Linked DNA regions of Mus musculus: regions 2, 3 and 4 are each linked to region 1. A link is a contact called in public Hi-C and promoter capture Hi-C data. All regions are on one chromosome and are shown on one strand. The core of a region is the stretch at or near the end of the contact, and the rest is flanking DNA. Distances in the headings are between cores, read along the strand shown.

Region 1 (2,822 bases), core at 149-2,648:
GGCGACAGGCCAAGCCTACTTGGGCTCCTTTCCCCTTTGCTCAGAAAAAAAAAAAAAAAATCAAGTGTGGCTTCCTTGGGCTGCCAGGGAATGTTTGGCTCCAGAGGAGCAGTTCCAGTCTACCTGTTGGAGGGCTCAGGGTTCCAGGGTGTCAAAGGCAGGCTGGACAGGGTCATGAGAGGACCATCGTTCTGGCCTCGGTGCACCTGTCTGCTCCCAAGAGGAATCTTCTGCTTCTTGATGGCTCTCCCTGGAGACTGGAAGGCCCGAGGGCTGGTGCCTCCACCCTGTCTCAGCACAAGGTACTGACTCAGACTGGGTCCTGGTGATGCACTTTGGAGGACGCCCTCATTCCAATCCTCATTCCAGAGCGGCATGCGCCTACAGCATCAAAGAGTAGGGGACATCCCCCACCCCAGGCCATCCATCAGTTCTCCATGCCTCTTGTTTTGTGGTTTGATGTGTGTGTGTGTGTGTGTGTGTGTGTGTGTGTGTGTGTGTGTGTGCAAGCTTATATGCCCGTGTTTGGGGGAGATAAGCAACCCCTACTAGAATCTTCAACTCAACTTCATTCTCAAAAGCTCTGGGGTTAAGAGCTAGGAGTTCTCTTTTCTCTGGAGAGCTAGAAACGGTTGACCAGGACTCCCCTAGGCAAGTTGCATGTCAGAGAACATTGCATGGCTGCTTTTGCTTTGGGATTGGTGAGAATTTCAAAGTTGCCTCTTTCTGATTTGGGATTGGTGGAAAATTTTTCCCTTCCGCTTAACTGCTAGCTTCCCCTAAGCCCCTTCCCCCGCTTTGGAAAACTGACCAAGAGATAGCCCCGGGATGTTTAACAACAGGGAGGTTGTTAGCTGCACACACACGTGGGGAGAGGGGGGTGTCAGGGTCCAGGGGTCATTCTCGGGCTACACAACACACAGGGCGGGGAGACCTGTACCCGCGGTTACAGTGTTTCCTCAGAACACATTGATCAGCACACAGATGGCTCTTCCTGGCACCCCGAGCTGGCAGCTGGCAGCCCCTCTCATACACTGGCACCCACAGCTGGAGTCTCCCCCTCCACACATCTGGCCCTCGCCCTACATTTCTCACGTCCAGACTGCCCAGGCTGCCTTTGACACCCTACTTTCCGAGTCTCAAAGCTGGTACTGACCCTGGCTTTTTCCTTCCCCGACCTGCGACAGGTGGCACGTACCTGCCTCTTCTCGGAGGATGGACGAGTCGAACCGGGCACAAGCATGGAGCTGCGGATGAGTCCTGGCTGGTACTGGCGCGGCGCAGCGAGCAGTGGCTGACGCAGAGGGCTCCCTGGCCTCGCTCGGTGCCTGCCCGCCTCTCCCCCACCTCCGCCGGGGGCCCAGAAAGGACCTCCCCGGGAAATCGGCGCCACCCAGCGGGCAGCAGCCTCATTGCGCCCGGGCCGGCCAAACCACACCCCGCGTTTGCGTCACTGATATACGTCATGGCTATTGGCTTGTTCCTATTGTTGCGTCAGTAGAGCCCCGCCCGGCGCGCATCTCCCAGGTAACCGGGTATATACAGAGAACCACGTGGAGAAAAAGCACGCCTGTTTGGAGCCGGTGGCGCAAGGAAAGAAGTGGACTGGAATCTGATAGGTCCTGGCGCTGGGAAGACTGAGACAGAGGGTCACTTCACGGGAAAAGGCAACATTCCAGCTTTCAGATCTTAGAGAAGGCTTTCCTACCGGGCTGGGAATGTTCTATTCCATAGACTCTTTTTCTGCCTACTTTTTTATTTTATTTATTTATATTTAAAAATGCATTTATTTAAACAACCATGTATATCTCATAGCAATATTTATAGAGCCCCATAGGTCAATCAATCAGGTAAAAAAAGATTATGTCCATTCAACACACTATCAACGTACATGACTATTCAAGTGACGCATTCTATGGGCTACTTATTAAGTACATTACTAGACATGGTGATAAGTACTTTGCATATATTAGCTTTCTCATTTAATCTTTTTAATGGTCCTGTAAAAGAACCACTATAGTCATCTATTGCACAATGTAGCTGAAGCCTAGGGAGACCATGTTCAAGTGGTAAATAAATGTCAAGTGTCTTGTACATGTCTACTAATGCAGTTCGCTTAGGTGACTACTGGGAGGACTTAGCCCAAGAAAGGATAGCATTTCATCTAAGCTATCAGGTTTAGAATAAGAAAAAAAGATGCAACTTGTATTTTAATTTTAAGCAAATGACTTTATTTTTAATCAATTAGTTATTGTGTGCAATGGTGCTTTGCTTGCATGTATGATTGATCCCCTGGAGGTGGAGTTACAGACAGTTGTAAGCTGCCATTTAGATTTTGGGAATTGAACCCTGGTCCTTTAGGAAGAGCTGACAGTGCTCTTAACTGCTGAGCCATCTATCCAGCCTGCAAACTTGACTTCTAAGAGTTATTTATTGTTAAATTAGATAACACCCCCTAAGAAAAATCAGAGTTATTCTTTTTTAAAAAATAATTTATTTTTATTTTATGTGCATTAGTGTTTGGCCTGTGTGTATGTCTGTGTGAAGGTATCAGACATTGGAGTTACAGACAGTTGTGAGCTGCCATGCGGTTGCTGGGAATTGAACCCAGGTCTTCTGGGAGAGCAGTCAGTGCTCTTAACCATTGAGCCATCCATCTCTTTAGCCCCTCTTTTTTTTTTTTTTTCCTCAAGGCAAGGTTTTTCTATGTAGTCCTGGAACTCACTCCATAGTCCAGGCTATCCTTGAATTCACAGAGATCCACCTGCCTCTGCACCAACTCACATGGTCTGAGCTCCAAATGTGCATGTGCACACAAACAC
Region 2 (2,741 bases), core at 72-2,571, 1.1 Mb before region 1:
AGAGGCACAGGTGCCAGAGACGGAGTCAGCTTACATTGGAAGTCAGGCTGTGTAGAAGATTAGATTCTGGTCTGGACTAATAAATACCATTGCTTAATCTCTTGGAGTTTGACACTCAAAACCATCATGTGAATATTAATAGATAGCCATAAGAGTCTATACCCTCTGTGTCCTCTGGGCCTGACTCCTCTCTCTTCCCAGCCTTCCCCAAAATGAAAAGCCAGTAGCAAGCCAAACAGGTCTTTCCCCAAAGAAACCCTTTAAAGGAAGAGGGACAAGGACCTTCTGAAAAGGTGGCCTTTGAGTGGTCCTCTGGGTTCTTCTAAGTCCTTCCAGCATTTGAAAGAGTGGCAATGGACACCAGAAAGGAAGAAGTGGGGAGAACCTGGCGAAGAGTCGGGAGGGAGACCCTCGTCCCCCATTGGAGCATTTCCTGCTGCCAGGGAAGCAAGCAAGTCAATAGTACTAGGCAAGAGCGGCAGACACCGCTACACCTGCAAACTCCCTGGAGCCCCCACACTCAAGGCAGTAGACACCCCAGCCCCCACCCCACCAGCATGCCTTAACTCCGGTCTCAGGAGGATTTCCCTGCTGCAGCTCCAACACCTAGCTCCAAAAGGCATCAAAGAAAGCAAGAAACTCACTGCCCGGGTGGCAGGGGTTGGGGAAAATGCACAAGGTTCCCAGGGAACATAGTCTTAAAGCTAAGGGTCCGGAGGAAGACCGGCATCCCAATCATTTGGTGCCACCTTGTCTAAGGCACTTCTCTTCACCTCCTTCAGGATGGGGTGGGGTTAAGAAAGAGGCGAGAGAGAGAAATGACAAAGCTGGGGCTATCTTACCCAAAAGCCCAGTGCCCAGCCATCTCGCCTGAGTATTGCCTCGGTTCCCAGCCCGGGACATGGTCCTGTTCTCTCTGGAGCGCTCCGGGGGCTTGGGATGGAATAGTGGGGACAGCCGGGCTCTCCACCCGAGGTCGTCTGTGGGCCCCGCAGCTGCCAGGGGAGCTCCGAGCCGCGGGTCGGGGCTCCGGAAAGTTAGCCGCGAGAGAGCGAGACGAGGGGGAGACCAAGGAGGGGGAGGCGCGCCCGCCGCCTCTTGGAGCCGGCTGCAGGAGCCGGGGCTGGAAGGGGGAGGAGGAGCCGGAGCTGAAGGGAGGACGCCGGGGCGAGCGGCACTGCGATGCGCCTCTGCTCTGGAAGCGCTCCAGCCGCAGGAGGGGCGGCGTCCCCGTCGGTTTCGCACAGTGCCCGTTGCGCCGTGTATCACGGCCGTAGGGTCCAGCCTGGGCAGCCCTCTTCCTCTCCAGCGGGACGGGAATGCTGCGGCTTGGCACTGCAGGGCCAGCCCGCAGACGCCCGCATCATCCCAAGCGCCGAGCTGCCAATTAGGAGAAGAGTTCACGGGGGAGTAGAGGTGGAGCTTTTAGGTTTGTTGGAAGGCTGTTTTTGTTCCGCTCAGAGAACACGAGTAAGGGCAGCGGCTGCCTCTCCGGGGACCGCCGGGAGGACATCCGCAGCGGGCGCTGCCGCAGCCGGTGGGCGTGTGCCGGCTTGCCCGCTGCGGACGACCGGTACAGCCCTGAACCAACACGCGTCGCCTCCAGCCGCGCCGCTCATTCGCTCTGCGGATGGCTTTTAGGCTGTGGCAAACCTAGTTTCCCCTGCAAAGTCTCCTGCACGCCGCCCACCAACCCATTTCTGCACAGACTCTTTGCTTCTTAGAGGGTTGGCAGGCAGTCACTTGGAGACAGCGTGCTTTGCCCCCAGCGCGGGGAGGCGGGGGTGGGGAGGCAACCGTAAACACCAAGAAGGTCCCCCCTCAAGACCTCTAGTCAACTACTCAAGCTACCCTCCAGGACAAATCCTCCTCACTGTCCGGAGACCAGTTAAACCTTGGAAATACACCCTCCACCTCGCCACACCCTCCACCCATCTTCCAACCCGGAGTTCCTGAAAGGCTTCAGCGCCATAAGAGACCATTGAGGTTGTATACAGAATGTTAACTGTCTGCGGGGAGAACCTTGTTTTCTTTTGCTTCGTTGGTTGTCATGGTAGTTGAACAGCTCTGATGCCCTGTGTTTGCTGCTGGAGAACTCTGAACAAAGCACACAACTTTTCTGGAGAATTCTGCTGTCTGCTGGATGGTGACCCCATGATATTTACCTCCTGATGCAAAATAGCATCATCCTCAATGCTAGGCAACAGGGAGGGCAGCCCTGGGCTCCTAGTTTTAGGGGACCTCATGCTAGCCCATGAGTCCAGGGAACACACCTCCTCTGAGTTCTAAAGGGTTCTGGGGATCCAAGAATCTAGTGTTTCCCCTAGGGGTTGCTGAGTTGGACTCCTCTTGGATAAGTTTGATAAGCAGGTGGGTGGTTCCTGAGTGGAACCCCAGTCGCTGCAGGACCAGTCACAAAAGCAAGATGACTGGGGAAGAGTCTGAAAAGAAATCCCATCTTCTAGGCCACCATGGAAAAGCAGTCAGAGGCCGAGGATGGGAGATAAACTTTACTTAATGATCCTGAGTTGCTGTTCCTGCTGTCATTGCTGTAGTGGTGGTGGTTTTGAGACAGGAGTTCTCTGTGTAGCCCTGTAGGCCAAACTGTCCTGGAACTCAGAGATCGCCCTGCCTCTTCTTCCCCTTCCTGAGTGCTGGGATGAAAGGTGTTCTCCACCACGCCTCTATCCTGATTTATTACCTACATTGAGACTTGTGTGCCTTTTTGCACCTGTATCTTG
Region 3 (2,778 bases), core at 160-2,659, 1.9 Mb before region 1:
AACCCAACTCCAGACGCTCACAGGACAGCGAAGGAAGGAGGCGGCGACGGCTGCGTGGGAAGTAGAGGCAGCCTGGCCCTTTAAATCCGCGTCGGTTTCCCATGACGTAAGCGGGCGGGCACAGCCCGCTGTTTACCGCGGCGCAGCTCCTGGTAGCTCCGAGTTCTGCGCCGCGTCCGCCGCCCTTAAAGGGCCCGCGTCCGGGAAGCCTTCGGGCCAGGGCCACCGCCGCCTCGGCTCTCCGGGCGCGAGCGGACGCCGGGTCTCCAGCCGGGCTGGGCCGGGCTGGGCCGGGCTGGGGTAGCGGGTCGCGGTGCCGCCCTCGCGAGCCGGGATCCGCGCGAGGCCCAGGAGCGGCTCCAGGGAGGGGACGCGTCCTATCTGAGGCCGGGGTTAAAGTTCTGGTCCCGGTGAGATGCTGGAAGCTGCTGCGGCAGCCGCAACGCGCCCGGTCGCCGTCCCGTCGCCAATCCCCGCCGTCCCGGGCCATGATCGCCTGGCGTCTGCCCTTGTGCGTGCTCTTGGTGGCCTCCGTCGAGAGCCACCTGGGGGCCCTGGGGCCCAAGAACGTCTCGCAGAAAGACGCGGAGTTTGAGCGCACCTACGCGGACGACGTCAACAGCGAGCTGGTCAACATCTACACCTTCAACCACACCGTGACCCGCAACCGGGTGAGCGCGGGACTCCACGGGCGGCCGAGCGGGTGGGCGCCCGGCCTGGACTTGATGCTGCCCCTTTCCTCTCCGCCAGCCTTTGAGCCGCCCTCCCCCTGCCAAGACCTGGTTTCCACCAGCATTCCCGGGCAGCTCCAGCGGGGCAGCTTGGGAAGTTCCCTGCCACCAGCTGTGATCAGGACCGGTCTGGTCTGCTCTGTGACCTGGCTCTCAATCTAGCTCTCAGTCTGTGAGGTCGGGGTGAGGGGAAAACAGGCTCCCAGCCTTGCGTGGCTCAGACAACTCCAGATGGGGCCAACTTAGAATTGAAAGAGCTCGGTCACAGGGAGGTGAAGGAGACAGACCTCCTTGCCTCAGAAAGCCAGCTGGCCTTGTAAGTTGAAGGTGACAAGATAAGGCCCTCGAAGGCTGAGTGGCAAGAGAAAAGGGAGTTTGTTTCTAAGACAGAACTATCTCCGACTTCTTACTCATTTCTTCCCAGTAGTGAAAGTAGAAAGAAGGCTGGCAGAGCTGGGCCCAGGCAGAGCACAGCCTGGGAGATTCTTGCTGCCTGGCTGTGTGGCCTGCCTAGCTCTCTTGCTCATTCTCCAAGGCCCGATCTGGATTGACTCGGAAGCACTGGAGTTGAGGAGGAGGCACCTGAGGCTTTCTTTGGGAGGGAGAGGAGTTTGGTTTCTGGCAGGCCATGATCAACCATCAGGATCCATTTCCTTGAAGTCTGATCTCCCCTTTTGAGTACCATTTCCAGGATCATCCCGGAAGTGGCACCTACCCCTCAGGGAAACGTTACCCCTAGATTTGGTTTCAGCAACCTAGTAACTAGTTGTCTGCAGTTGTGATTTCTTCACTTTTAAACGCCCACTGTCCTGTGTAGCTTTGTCCGCAGCAGAGAGGGTGGGTTATTTCTTTATTTTCTTAGAGAGGGTGAATCAAGGTTCAGATGGAAAGTCACTTCAGAGCTTGGCCCATGGTCAGAACTAGAGAGACAACTTGTATTTCGACACAGTTCCCTACACCCCTCCCTGCAGGGCTCTGGCCTCCAGAGTAGCAGTGGAACCGGAGCTTCTTGCTGCTTTCCTAGTTCATGAGGAAGAAGATTGAGGGCTTGAGGGCACGTCTTGATCTCCCGTGACAGTGTGTGCACAGGGACGTGTGTAGACACGTGTCTATAACATGTGTGTGCATGTGGGCTATCCTGGAACCTTCTAAGGTCTCCGCTGCATATCCCTGCTGTTGCCTGGGTTCTGCTGCTCTGTATACCCGTTCTTCCAAGAGCGAGCTTCTTCAAGCCTCGGACCGGACAGTGTCAGTCATTTCTAGAAACTTGGCCTGTTCCCTCACAAGGAGAAGCACAGACAGTGTCCTGGCTGGCCAGGATGGACGGCACAGGGCAGAGCTCAGCCTGCAGTCTGTAGAGTCATGTGTCTGAGGAACAGAGAGCTGAGTTTGAAAGAGGATGCCTCCTTCTCTGCAGACCGAGGGTGTGCGAGTGTCTGTGAATGTCCTGAACAAGCAGAAAGGGGCGCCTTTGCTGTTTGTGGTCCGCCAGAAGGAGGCTGTTGTGTCCTTCCAGGTGCCCCTAATCCTTCGAGGACTGTGAGTAAGACCTGGGGATGTAGGGAGGGGCATCCTTGCCAGGTTTTCAGGGACCCTCACCCGGGGAACCTTTTTGTTTTTCTCCCTTCTCCCTGAGCCCAGTGGCAGGAGGGTAACTTTGTCAGCCCAGGGAATGGGAAATATGGGGACCTGATAGGAAGAACTCAGGCTGGCTGGGACTAGTCACACTCTTCTCTGTCTTGGACCATAGATATCAGCGGAAGTACCTCTACCAAAAAGTGGAACGAACTCTGTGTCAGCCCCCCACCAAGAATGAGTCTGAGATCCAGTTTTTCTATGTGGACGTGTCTACCCTGTCACCCGTCAATACCACTTACCAGCTCCGAGTCAACCGTGTGGACAATTTTGTGCTCAGGTATTGAGGGTAAGAGAGAGGGGACCTCACAGCCTCTGCCTTCTTCCCAAGTGCTGAGCGTAATTGTAGGGTTCCTCTCTTCCCTGTAGGACTGGAGAGCTGTTTACTTTTAATACCACTGCAGCCCAGCCC
Region 4 (2,858 bases), core at 37-2,536, 1.8 Mb before region 1:
CTGTGTACCACATGTCTGTGTTCACATGTGTTTGCCTGGTGTGGGTAGAAGCCAGAAGAGGTGTTGGATCCTCTGGAACTAGAGTTTCTGCTGGTTGTGAGCTGCCTCGTGCTTGCTGGGAATCAGACTCTGGTCCTCCCGCAGAGCAGCAGGTGTTGGCAGCTGCTGAGCTGGTTCTACAGCCTCAGATGGCAAGTCTTGTGTATAGGAAGCTATGGGCAGTGTTTAGTTATGTCTGATATAGTCATGATATGGCATCTCTTCTATGTCTGGTCCAGTGGCCCCTTGGGGACACTTTTAAAGATTGTGATGATAATGAGGAGCAGTGATTTTTTTCCCCATCTGTGGTGAGAATAAAGGAATTGCAGAAAGATTTGACGTTAAACATGAGAAACACATCCTGATGTCTGGTTTGAGATCCCTAGTAACAACACTCGCAATTTCTCCTTGTCGGCTTAGACTCTAGCGGCGCAGGACTCGGTTTTAAATTTACAATAGTAGAGTGGGAGAGATGATGGTTCAGCCGTTGAGAGCACTGTTGTTCTTGCAGACGACCTAGGTTTGGTTTCTAGCACCCACAAGGTGGCGCACAACTGCTTACAACTCCAGTTTCAGGGGATGCAGTGCCCTCTTCTGGCCTCCATGACTATCAGGTATAATGTAGACAAAACATCCACACACTTAAAATTTTTTTTGAGACAGGGTCTCACTGTGTAGTCCCAGCTGGCTTGAAACTCACTATATAGACCAGGCTAGTCTCAAACGCACAGAGATCTGTCTGCTTTGTGCCCCAAGTGGTGGCATTAAGGGCTTGTGTTATCAGATCCCGGTCCACGTATAATACATTAAAAGGAAAAAGTTAGTAGGCAGCTCTCTTGACAACCGAGTCATCTCTCCAACCCCTTCATAGTTCTTTTATTAAGGGCCCAATCAATAGGTTGACCACTGATAATCACTGTTGTTCGCGTGATTTTACTCGACCTTTACAAAATGATGGTCTATAAATGATTGTTAATTTTGCTTAATTAATAGTAATAGTAGATTATTATTAATATTATGAATGCTTCCTTTCGTCCGCGGGAGAAATTCTCTTATCTACCTTCAGGTCTCTCTTTTAACCTCTTTGTGGTGGGAGTGGGATTGTGCTTATTCACTATTTTGAACTACAACTTTCAGGATGCAACGGGCAAAGCCTCGTGGGGGAACTTCAACCAATCCAATGCCAACGCTCTCAGTCAGCGACCTATTGGCTCTTGGTAGAGGCGGGCCTCTCAGTTGCTAGGCCAGTGCCTTTCCGGAAGTGGTTGCTGGTCGCTGCAGGGCAACACCCCGGCGTCCCTGGAAGCGGGGAGCCGGACACCCCGGCGTCCCTGGAAGGTGGGGGGCCGGGGTGGTGCTGGGGAGGAGGCGCAGAGCCATCCTCCCGGAAACCCCGGATCGGGGACAGGTGAGATCTCGGAGCCAGGCTTGGTGGCGTGGCAGGAGTTTGCAGGGAGCTGAAGCGTTGTGAGGTGTTGCTGCGCGGGAACTAAGCTGGGAGAGAAGAGCCCTCCGGCGTGCGGGGCCTGGCTTTCTAGCCTCTCCTGAATCTACACCCTACCGCCATTGCCCAGCCCATTCCTGGGCTATCCCAAGTTCAGCCAAGCGCATGGCATCTTTCGGCCAGCTGGGCAAGAGAGGAGGTTTGGGGTTTTCTTTGCACTGATTCAGGAATCTACGCCCGGAACCGCTGCCCTCTTCTTGGCCTCGGTGACTCGCCCTCGCGCGTCTGCCAGCTCAGCCCTCTGCAGGCCCCTGCATGCTTTTCTCTGCACTCCATCTCTGGATTGCGACTAGAGCCTCCAGTTACCGGTTGCTCTGGGAAGTACTTGCTGCCTAGCCAGATACCTTACTCGAGCTTAGATGTGCTTGCGGATCATCTCCAACCCGCACCCCCCCCCCGCCGCCCCCCCCCCCGGACCTTCTATCAATGTCTCCCATGTTTCTTGTCTCAATGGAGAACTTCCTCAGTCACTTAGCCCACTCTACGCTGAGAATTCATTCCGCTGTCTGCAGTAGTCATCTGGCATGCTTCAGATTTCTTGGCAGTCGGCTTCTTGGCCTAAAATCACAGTGGACTGGCTGAAATCCTCTCTGCTTTCTCTCTTCTCTTCCTTCACCTAGCTGCGAGACCCTGCTATTCTCCTGCCCTCAGGATTAGCCGCTTTTCATTCAGGTAGCCACTGGCTTGGTTCATAATTTCTTGGCTGCGCTTTCAGAATAACTGCCTCTGATTTTGTCCCCTTTTTGATTGGTTCTTGTGCAGCTGTCAGTCACCTTTCCGAACGGTAACTCTCACCACCTCCAACTTTCTTTATGAAATTCCCATGGCAGCCCCTTATGAAGTCCTGTATACAGCTAAAGCCCTCGCAAGCCCGGACTCGCTGCTCCTTGTCCTTCATTCAAGCAGTCTCTGTATTTGATAAGTGGGGATAGTAAACCTCTAGCTGAGAGGCTGGGGTGGGATGGTGGCGAATAAAGCCCTTGGTACAGTTCTGCCGCATACAAGTGTTCCGGGAAGTGTGTGGTTAGTCCAAGTTTTTGTTGTTATAATTAATCCTTACCCCATCAAGCACATTTGCTGTGCTTGTGCTCCCCCCTCCCCTCCCCCTCATCCCTTCCCCCCTCCCACACTCGAATACTCACATATACACAGATACACACACACACTCACACACACATACACAGACACACACACACTCACATACTCACATATACACAGATACACACACACTCACACACACGTACACAGACACACACACACTCACATACTCACATATACACAGACACACACACACTCACACACACGTACACATCCA

The links. Promoter capture Hi-C pulls out the DNA fragments that hold promoters and counts their contacts. A called contact is a pair of places that touch in the nucleus more often than the background predicts.
Region 2: a contact with region 1 is called in a promoter capture Hi-C map of pre-B cells, with 2.7 times the contacts expected there. The contact joins the promoter of Scn4b here to the promoter of Usp2 in region 1.
Region 3: a Hi-C map of B cells shows a contact between it and region 1, with 6 read pairs. The contact joins the promoter of A830035O19Rik here to the promoter of Usp2 in region 1. A contact is called at or near these places in 1 of 39 promoter capture datasets (pre-B cells), 1 of 484 Hi-C or Micro-C datasets (B cells) and 1 of 115 datasets of contacts at active chromatin or transcription factors (double positive thymocytes).
Region 4: a promoter capture Hi-C map of pre-B cells shows a contact between it and region 1, with 5 times the contacts expected there. The contact joins the promoter of Cep164 here to the promoter of Usp2 in region 1. A contact is called at or near these places in 1 of 39 promoter capture datasets (pre-B cells) and 1 of 484 Hi-C or Micro-C datasets (B cells).

Annotation. Positions count from the first base shown.
Region 1 is chr9:44,065,597-44,068,418 of GRCm38.p6, reverse strand. Usp2 (ubiquitin specific peptidase 2) reads right to left here and starts at 1,398. Exons shown (of 13, transcript NM_198092.2): 1 at 1,199-1,398. It overlaps Gm39325 (a long non-coding RNA gene), which reads left to right. Exons shown (of 3, transcript XR_870690.2): 3 at 1,188-2,094.
Region 2 is chr9:45,137,204-45,139,944 of GRCm38.p6, reverse strand. Scn4b (sodium channel, type IV, beta) reads right to left here and starts at 1,321. Exons shown (of 5, transcript NM_001013390.3): 1 at 843-1,321. The coding sequence starts at 903.
Region 3 is chr9:45,952,617-45,955,394 of GRCm38.p6, reverse strand. It overlaps A830035O19Rik (RIKEN cDNA A830035O19 gene), which reads right to left and starts at 1,409. Exons shown (of 1, transcript NR_152206.1): 1 at 1-1,409. Sidt2 (SID1 transmembrane family, member 2) reads left to right here and starts at 146. Exons shown (of 26, transcript NM_172257.4): 1 at 146-671; 2 at 2,149-2,270; 3 at 2,482-2,646; 4 at 2,736-2,778. The coding sequence starts at 489.
Region 4 is chr9:45,827,091-45,829,948 of GRCm38.p6, reverse strand. It overlaps Cep164 (centrosomal protein 164), which reads left to right and starts at 1,286. Exons shown (of 30, transcript NM_001081373.3): 1 at 1,286-1,447.